Regions from separate parts of the Bicyclus anynana genome. Here region 1 is linked to region 2. Evidence: chromatin contacts called from public Hi-C data. All regions are on one chromosome and are shown on one strand. Each heading gives the region's core, a stretch centred on a gene start, on an enhancer-like site or on the middle of the called end of the contact. The rest is flanking DNA. Distances are from core to core; before and after follow the strand shown.

What was found. A called contact is a pair of places that touch in the nucleus more often than the background predicts.
Region 1: a contact with region 2 is called in a Hi-C map of whole body, with 3 times the contacts expected there. The contact joins the promoter of LOC112044954 here to the promoter of LOC112044972 in region 2. A contact is called at or near these places in 2 of 2 Hi-C or Micro-C datasets (whole body and whole larva).

Annotation. Positions count from the first base shown.
Region 1 is chr15:2,952,132-2,957,440 of ilBicAnyn1.1, reverse strand. It overlaps LOC112044954, which reads right to left and starts at 1,900. Exons shown (of 3, transcript XM_024080972.2): 1 at 1,411-1,900; 2 at 1-48. The coding sequence starts at 1,593. It overlaps LOC112044972 (3-phosphoinositide-dependent protein kinase 1), which reads right to left. Exons shown (of 6, transcript XM_024080995.2): 6 at 3,698-5,309.
Region 2 is chr15:2,813,601-2,819,149 of ilBicAnyn1.1, reverse strand. It overlaps LOC112044972 (3-phosphoinositide-dependent protein kinase 1), which reads right to left and starts at 1,990. Exons shown (of 6, transcript XM_024080995.2): 1 at 1,791-1,990. LOC112044971 reads right to left here. Exons shown (of 8, transcript XM_024080991.2): 8 at 4,294-5,549.

The sequences.
Region 1 (5,309 bases), core at 651-3,150, 140 kb before region 2:
TCTGCCTCTGAAGGTCTTTTCAACCCATACACGCACTCTACGTCTTTCCTGTAATATATAAAAAAATACATGGATAAGCAACTGTAGGTCAAATGGTTAACCAATGGTGGTCTAGGATCATGAGGTTGTAGAATTGAATCCAGGATTGAGCTGTAAGAAACTAAGCAATTGAGATGAATCTGAAATCTAAAAAAAAATTAATGATCTTAGCAGTTTAATGATTTACCATGCCAGGTCCATTTTGTGGCAGAAAGAAAAACTCTCAGTAGAGCTCAGGACTTATGACCAACTGGGTGTAGGGTTAAGGAATTCCTTTAAAATCAATTAACACACCCTTCCTTGGTGTGTGTTAATTGATTTTAATGTATGTGTGGTGTTCTCCCTGTCTAGCCAAATTTGGTAAGATCTTACCAGAGCAGCTTTAGATACCCATTCTATTATAGAACTTGATACAGTACTAGTGAGGCTTAAGTTTATAAGCAAGTTATATGAAAGATTTTGCTGGTTAACCTCTCACAGTATCACCACTATTTCTATGAAATAAAAACTAACCAATTAGGAGCATAATATTTATTCACTTTTATACTGTAGTCTTTTGAAATGTTTAACACCCACGGCGCAGTAAGCTCTGCAAGTACTATACATTTAATTTGTTTGGAAAAAGATAAATTCTTTCAGCAGAATTTAGCAACATTCTCAGCAGAACCTGTCTTTGGGAGCCAGTGGTAGTCTTTACAAATAGTCTTGTAAACTTAGCTTACTTGAAATACATGAATTTTGAACATAAAGTAGGAATCTTGGTAATTCGTTGAACACCACCATGCCTCGGAGAGTCCTATGACCCTGTTTTATATTTAGATGGCCCAGCATCCATGTGTAACTCACCAAATGGGAAAACACAGGTATAAGACAGTTGATGAGCATCTGCTATAAAGTGTTTCTCTGTTATGTATAGGTGATTATTTTCATCCATACTACTTCTATTCGGACAAACCTTCGCATAATTATGATAGAACTTCACGTACAGGTAAGTTCGTTTAATCATTAATTATAAACAGGTAAAGTTTGTGACGTTGTATGGAGTTTTCTCTGGATCTACTAAACCAATTTCAAAAATTCTTTTACCAATAGAAAGCTACGTTATTTCCTAGTGTCATAGGCAATATTTTATCTCTGTATTCACATGGGAATGGAAACAACAAGGCTGAAACCACGGGGCGTTGACTGCTTTTATTTTAATATAAGGTAGGTACATCTTGTTATCAGCTAAAACTACAAAAACAATTTAGAATAGTAAAACACAATATTAGATCACGACTTTTACGGTAGTGCGCAGAAAATGTAGTTTCAAATGGAACATTCCGTACCTATTAAAATTTTTTTATCATTCCATGAGTAAAGAACACTTACTTCATCAGGACATGTTTCTACTTTCACGATTTTCATGTAACTTGGTTCAGGATACCGTTCGAAAACGGATCGAACGATCAACCTTCCAACTCCGTAGTTCTTGAGACTTCCAACTATTTCCCATAGTGTTTTACCCTTGAAATTCGTAGTTCTTCCAACGTATTTAATCACAGGCGAAGACATCCTTCTTTCTCGTAAAAGTTGTATTACTAAATTTAAGGTTATTACTTATGTAGGTGAAGTTATAAATGCCAGTTGAATTTTTACTAACTAATTAGCTATGTTATATGGTAACGCAAGTAATATTAACAATATTGTAATTTAGCTAGGAATTTAAGAATTCAAATTCTATACTTATAAAATAAATATTTATTTATGTTTAGGTTAGAACATAGAGTAAAAACCAAAATAATACAATACACTATGACTGTAAGCAAAGAGTATAATAAGTCTGTAAGTGTAATCTTTGACCAAAACCACACGGCCATGGGAATGAAATGAAAGTTGAAAGTTGAAACAGTCATACAAAATCAAATTTAAAAATTAGCAAACCTACCAGCGACATCTGGCATCGGTGGCGCTGTACTTTTTTTTAAGTTGCCATAATACTACACTAGAGGGCTGACTGTATGCTTTTTAGATCTCTGGAACATTTTTGTTTTTTTTTTGTTTTTTGCGGAAATAATGTTGTTATTTGCTAACTTTTTCATTTATGTAGATTTTCTTCTTCTCCTTGGGGGTTTTTAGCTTGAACGAACCAAAATTCTTAAAAAGCGCCATCTTTTGGCATATCTAATATTAAGCTACTTTTTCTAAAAAGTGCCATCTGTAGCCTGTGGAACTAAAATTAACGTTGCGCATCTAGTGTATTATCTATGACCACGGCCGTTGGACCGGACGTCAAGTCAAAGGTAAAAATATTTTGGTTTTACTCTGTGATAAATACAGATAATAAAAAAGTGGACTTGGCAAGAATAAGAATACATTTCAAACAAACTACGACATCTGGAATCGTTCTCAGAAAACTTGCAGTTTTGTACAGTAACATAGATGGCGCAAAGCCACATACTGATAAAATGTTATGTGTAGACAGAAAAATAAATAGATGAATCTCAAAAAAAAACAAAAACAACATAGAAAGACTGCATCGAAGTCAAGTGATTTTATTTTGGTGTTACGACTTACGATCAGTGCCATAATTTCCAAACCTAACAACGGGTCAGTCAACGGATAATTTTTTAATAGACTTTTAATCAGATAATATAACTTAAACGATGAACTTAGTGTGAGCTTCTATTTACTTGTTATAAATTACTTACAGGTGATTTGAGTCAATAGATTATAAAATTTTGACAAATAAATTATTAATATTTTTATTTGAACGTGTGGTAATATAATATTAATTCACTCGACGATGCACTTTGTGGCTAGCATTTGATTTGACATATTGGTGAGGATAGCAACCCTAGGCTTGCCGGCTATATTATATTTAGGATATCTACATATTATATAGATATATTCATTATTTTAGATTATTAGAAAATAGATATATTCTTTATCAATGGCACAGAGTAGTATGACAATGGCTTCAATAATGATTTCAAGTCTCTCTCACAGGTTCGCCCTCACCATTATTTTAACGAGAAATGAATCTAATAAAAATCATTGAGTAAGAAATTACTTTAGTTTTTGTTTCACGCTCTAGGTATGCATATTTTCGGAGAACGATTCAAGATGTCACACTTTTCATGGCAAACCATATTAATGGCAAGCGTAATTATGTAAATGTATACATGTATAATACATTATGCCAGTACCCAGCCCATAGAGGGAGGATCTTTTTCTTAGACCCAGCCCCAATGAGTTTTTATTTATTTAGTTAGCTAGCTAGCTACAAATTATGATGTGTGTCGTTTTCCAGACATTCTTTGTTTTACTACGGCACGCCAATTAGATGTCTATTAACTTCTAAGTCTACGCAAAAAGTTCAGAGTCCATTTTTGTACCACCAGCATGTGATGCCCACGGCAAGACCTTCCTACCTTATGTAAGTAGAGTATGGTAGACACAGAGTTTGAACCATGGTGGCTTTTGGCGGTACCTGGTTTCGATTCCCCAAACATCTTAGTTTAATGGTAATGTTTTGATATATTCTACGGGATATTGTGAGAAATCTCACAATCGTCAGACACTGTTTTACCTTAACAAATCTTCATCTGTAGCCCCCATGGTGGGAATATTATTTGACGAAAACCGTGATATTGGAGTAACAAAAGGAAACAATGTATAAAAAATCAACTTCAATTTATTTTCAATTTCTTATTTACTTAGTTACTTTATGGAATTCATGCAATACAAATGTTTTAAAATATAACTAGTATAGTTAACAGTTATTAAATTTTAAATGCAGATAGTTTATTAATAACAATGTCATGGAGTAGTCACATCCCAATTAATGTTGATGGCCAATTTAATCTATTATAGTTCGGTTTTTAGTTTCTGAAATTCTATTACTCCTAGATTATATATTTTGTCTAAAAGATCTTGGATTTAATCCCATTATAGTAAGCCCCCACTGAAATAAATACTTCCAGGCAAGTTCAGGCATTTAAAACTATTAAGTTAAATCATACAACGTAACATTTTCAATAGAAAACAAAACAAAATCTATGGTAAACTATGTGTCCCTGAAATTACTGATCTTTATTGTAACAATATTAAAATAACAAGTTGAATTACGCACACTGATTGAATAAAGTATGCAAAAATTTGAATTCATGAAATGTACAAAATATGTACCTAATTAAGGTATGTATGTTTCAAATATTTTAATTAATTAAATTCCTATGAAACAATTCTGTGACCACCTTTGGCAGTATTTCCGTATACTTTAGCTAAATTAAAACTATGGTGCATGGTATGCATAGCATGCATGACGGCTCCCATGACTGAATGATACTATCGAAGGCGAATTATGTTAGATGTTTACATGACAGATAATATTAGGTATTTAACCTAATTAATGTTTTATCATTGCTACAATTGTTTTGTATTTGCGAATATATTTTACCTATTCTTTACCACTGTACATTCGAATTTATGTTTTAGGACCCTTTTTTGCTCACATAAAACTTATTTATGCAACTTTATATTTGGTAAAGGTTTGCGTTACAAAAATTCTCGTACAAAATATATTGAGATTTGTTGTTTATTGTGTAAATAAAAGAACATAATTAAAAACATTTTACAAACTTGCCAGAATACTAATTTGACTTTTAGTTGCATCAATAATTTTATATGATTCGCAAACGTTAATAATATTTCCCAAAAATGGCAATAAATGTCCAATTTCGACAAATACGGCTATATATTTCGTAACATAATTATGTTATCAAATTGTGTCTACATGTTTTGTTTTATTTCATTAAAATGAAAATCGTTAACATTAGTGTGATACAGTGTATAATTACGAAGGTTCACAATCCACACTTAGCATTCCTTCTCATAGAAGCATTGCCCATTCCTGAACTGTACTACCCTCATAATTATTAAAAAGAGCTACTTAAAATTAAATAATCTGTCATACCATTATCATTACAGGCAGCTTGCAATATGTACTAATATGTTTGTTTATAATTCTCTACCATTTAATATCTGTACAACAGTCGCATTCCGTTGGCAAATAATTAAAAATAAAATAAATAATCATTAATTTAGCTATTAATTGCCTAGTTACCAACTGGAATGGGCTGCGTGAACACGCGGGTGGCGAATAACAACTTCTCTCTCGAGGCCAATACAAGTTTAAGTTAAAAAAGGCCCACGATACACACAATTACATTACGCTAACAATTTGAATAATAAATTACAACAAATATTTACAAATGACGGCAGATATC
Region 2 (5,549 bases), core at 741-3,240:
AACCGCGGGGCATTTGCTAGTGCAAGGACAAAATGATCTTTCACTTTACTCCATAATCGCACCCAACCTATTCTCCCATCATATTATCCTTTTTGAAGTAACATCTTTACGCACGTTTGAATGGGGATGATGACTAGGTTTGAATATTTTGATTTTTATGAAACATTCGGGTAAATAAGGTCAATATTAACTAATTAATATGTAATAACCAAAAAGATTGACTGGATGTTTGCAAAATAAATAAGATGTGAAAAATCGACATCGATATCGAGCTGGCTAAAAAAGTTACAGACGTCAATCTGGAAACCGTAAATATTACAGAAAAAACTGCAAAAGACATTTTTTGTAGACAATTTTATGAGAAACAATTTTTATAAGGACTTCTATTGACCTCCGAGCAATAGGTCTGATATTCGTGACCTTTTGACCTTTGTAACATTATTAGCCGGCATGATATCGATGTGGACCCCCAAAAATTCACCCAGTAGGAATTTTTCCCCAGATGAAACCTAGTATTATACATAATTAACTAATACGCCACAGGCTTGGCATCGCCTTCAAAGTGATTATTTTTCGCTTTTTAGTTTGTCTTTGTGATTTTGAAGTCGGTTGAATTTTTTTAACAAAAAATATTTTATTTTTTAGGCGACCAACTTAAAATCGAAAATTGCATACTAAATTCGTAGTAATGAAAAAATAATACTAAAATAAAACTAGAAAGCTGATATTTGGTATGGGTATGTATATTAATTAGGTAGGTACGTCTACAAAGTGGTAAAAAGAAAATAAAATAAAAAATTTGGAGTTCCTTCCCTACATGCAAAGTGAGGATAAATTTTTGATCGTCTATGCCTTGATTTGAGTATCGTTTCGTTATTTTTATTTTTGTGCATTACATAAGGGATTAAAGTGCTGACTTAATCTACGGAACCCTCCACTACGTGTGGCCCGACATGCACACTTTTATTATTTTTTCGTTTTTTTAAGCAAATCCATCAATAGTTTCCTCGTCGGAATCTATTTTGTTATGTTGCATCGTTAGCGCCGCGTTTAACTAACTGCAGAGGAAACGCCTCGATAACGCGACGTTTTTTTTGCGCTGCCGCGGCAAACGTTCATTGAATAGGACCTACGCAGGACAAACGCTAGTGTGAAAGGGCCCTAATTTCAGCAACTGACTATTATTTTATCAGTTATTATAGGAATTAAGTAATATAAACAACAAACAGAAAAATGCTTGCTTATGTATGGTTCGCCCAAAATGTCGCTACACGTTTTCGTGAGGCAATATGCCACAGTATATTCGCCCGATAGCACGTCATCTATTTCCACATAGCGGCTTGGCTATCGCAAACGAGGCCCCCCATTTTATACGTCACCCGGACGTAGATTTCACGGCACGGGGGCGTCGGGAATAATGATTACTTACAATATTTCAATAAACGTCTCAGCCATGCTGCCAATGGTCATTGGCTCATTGGTCAGTCGTTAGCCGTAAACCCTGATTGTATGTGAATCAATAATCCCAAAATTAAATGCATAAATAATTATATAATATAAAAAATACCTACATTTAATATAGAATACGACCAATTAAAACAATATCTATTTTGATAAACAAACGACATTGACTTGACAAGATTAGATTCAAGGCCGTCTAGACTAATATGTATTGTGAAAGTTGGTTAGGTTGTAGGTGCGAATTAAAGCTTTCTAATCTAAAACTACTTATATTATGTGAACATTTTTATAAAGCGTCTATGCCACTGAAAGATATCTGAATTTCATACCATTACAGCTTCAACACGGCAAAATACTTCGTTTATTGACTTTTGGCAATTTCATCGCGAAATGTAATACGATAATTGACTATTAATCACACCTCTTATTAGAGAATACACTAAAAAAACGAGTCTAAAAACAGTCACACACGGATATATCTTTTATTGTTTGCAATTTTCTCAAAAAAAACATGGATTAACATCTGACAGACATGAGACAGTAGGTAGGTAACAGAAGCAGACATTGCCCGCACACGTCAAAGTTTTTCACTTTGAAAACAGGTAGCGCCATCTCTTGACAGTTATTAACTTCACGAACTAGTCAGACTTATTTAACGTAAAAATACGTATAGAGGGCATTTTCATGAGGTCATATTTGGGATTGGGATGTCTTCTGAATTTATATATGGTACCTACAAAAAGCAGGAAATAGGAATACTTAACTTTTACGACAATATTCATTAATCCATTTCATAATAATATTATGTCATGTAAATGTACGTATTGTACATAAGTTAGCTCCATGTTGGCTTTTTTTGGTGTTTATTAATTTCTAATTCAGTGCCTGATATCCGATAGACTTCTTACGTTAGCTCTTTGAAACGTATGAAAAATGAAAGTAAACATGAAATCCTTTTTTCACGTTGTTGACTGTATGTAACCAAGAGTCCAAGAAAGAGATAATCAGATACAAATTGCGTTTTTATTTACACTAGTTACGCAGACTATGCATAATAGTAAAACGTATCGTTACCGACGTCTGGTACCAACTCCCTTTAACATCAGCTATCTGGCAGTGATAATTCTGTCAAAATCGGTTCAGCCGTTGTAGAAATTAGAGGTGACACAGATTTTTCTCTATTTTTTTGTTCTTTAAAAGTGACCCATTGACTAAAATGTCACCTGATGGTAAGTGATGATGCAATCTAAGGTGGAAGTGGGCTTGTTAGGAGGAGGATGAAAATCCACACCCCTTTTGGTTTCTGCACGACATCGTACCGGAACGCTAAATTGCTGGGTGGAACGTCTTTGCCGCAATGGTGGTAACTAGCCACAGAAGAAGCCTCCCATCAGGAAGACCCAGCCGGGGATCATACCCAGGACCATTGTAATTCAGATTCTTGTAAATCCATCGAGCATACCCAGTGGTACTCCATGGCGCACATGTAGGAGATCAAAACAAAATAACTATGGAACTATGAAACCAACACTAACGCGTGGCACGGTTTGACTACGATCAAATGAAAAATATGGCAAAAATATTTCTTGAGAGCTTCCAGAGCCGTGATAGCCCAGTGGATATGACCTCAGCCTTCGATTCCGGCCCAGGGCATGCGGCTCGAACTTTTCAGTTGTGTGCATTTTATGAAATTTAATATCACTTGTCTGAAACGGTGAAGGAAAAAAATCTATCTACCAGAGAATTTTCTTAATTCTCTGCGTGTGTGAAGTCTGCCAATCCGCATTGGGCCAGCGTGGTGGACTATTGGCCTAACCCCACTCATTCTGAGAGGAGACTCGAGCTCAGCAATGAGCCGCTGCAGTTTTCTTTAGTTTTAGATGCTGTTTTATTGGTCATATATGGTTTCGTATGCATTCAAGCTAGCTTTATTTTCTTTACCGATACGTATAAATTCTTCTTGCTTTCATGGATCATCTAATCATAAGAACTTTAGCTCTAGTGTTGCCTCTTTGAGTGATGATGATCATTCTCTCATGATGCATCATGCTTCGTATGCAGTTAGATCATGATGATCTAATTGCATACGAAGCCATTTATAAACAGATATTGTTAGACGAGCATGCATACGAAGCCATACATGGCTTCGTATGCTATTTTCTAAACATTACATTTCTAATTATGACTAATTATTGTTTAAGGTACATAAAATATTTTTCTTCTCTATCTCCTTCATAATTCATGCAATAAGGGGTTAATTTCTTCTTCTTCTTTAATTTAATGGCTTTTGGTTATGCCAAGACAGCACAATTTACTTTGCCAATGTCGCGTAGTTTGGGGAGAACAGTTTTCTTAATTTATCAAGATTATACTTTGAAACCCGTCAACCCGCATTGGAGCAAAGTGGTGTGTAAACTCCACATCTCCGCTCTTATAAGGCGGAGCCCATTGATGGGTCGTTAAGATAAGCTGATAATGATATTTTGCAATACGGATACTAAAATCTCTCATCCACATGCCTGAAGCGCTAACGGCTTGACAAAACAACACACGATCAGGTTTATCGGTCAAGGCCTCTGGGCTTCTAAGTTAGTGCTTCTTGACTGTCAGTAGCTGGCATTATGTACTTGGTGCATAATGCCAGCTACTGAAGCATGCAGGCTTGGTGTGTGCGAAATCGTGCGTGCGTGGAAGTTGATGAATCAGTCGTGGGTTTTCATTCATCGTTACACGCCCCCCGACCCGCGCGGACCATCGGGTGTTACGAACGAAGCTATAATTAATTTTATAAAATTGTTAAATCTATGAAAGGTTCAAAATAAAAGCCAAAAATTTCATACATCAATTTAATAATCGGAATTTAATACTGTATTACATTGAAGAAATGCACTTTTCAGAAACATTCAGAAGACTTCCCTTTGGGACAGTTTAAAACGGAGTCTCTCTCCAATCATTATTATTTACCTTATAAATTGAATAAATATGAACTATGTACTTTGTTATAGAATCAATATTTATGAAGATCTGCATTGCCACATACTTAAAAATCTATGTATATTTTTCACAAACCTACAATTTTAGAAAATAAATCCTTAAATAGTACACAGTAAAGCATGAAACTACGATTGTCTATGAGATAATCTGGTTGAATAAATAAAATTTTGCAAAAAAAAAAAACAACAAATAATAACATACATTTTATAACGTTAGTTCTTATACTGTCGCTGCCACAATTCGTTAACAACGTTTACCATCACAACAAAGAAAGTAGAAATCAACCTATCATAGGAGTCGAATATCATTTTCAATTAGGTGACCGCGTAGAAAGGCGCTTTGACACATATCCAACATAGTGAATAATAAATTTTTGGGAAAACACACAGCACAAGAATACTACCAATATAAATACAGACATCTTAATGCATTCAGTCAAAGTGAAACATGTATAAAATATTCAATTAGAAATAATTATAATCAGTCTTGTTTAGAGAAAAAGTTTCATCAACACGTGCTGAAGTCGTGCACGTCTCGATACATTTATTATCACAATACAATATGTCAGATATGATGTCATTCCTTCTCTTGGACGTAACTAGTATATAAATCGCCTGCTACGCTACTTAGTGTTATTATCACAGTTGTTTAGTTAGAGGTGGGTGCAGTACTTTGTACATAAAACAGGAGCTACCTGCGATCCGACACTACATCTCTTAGATGAATATATGCACATATACACTCATTGCAGTCTTTCTCTTATAATGTACATGCATACAATACCGTGCATGCTAATGCGAGACGCACAAATGACTTGTTCACCCCTTGAATCCATATCGACCCGTGTGTAATTAATACTTCGTATCTTTAATATGCAGTTATATATCGGGATTCCTAGATAATAACTATTACGTCCCCTTTGAACTGGTACATTTTGTCACCGAGCGGTAAACTGAAAACTAAATTGAATAACAATAAAATATTCTTACACCTATCATAATATAATATTACATTTGTGAACCACTTGCAAGCTTTGTTGTCACAAACATACATGTAATTCGCTCAAATAGTCAAAAAATATATTTTTGTCTAGT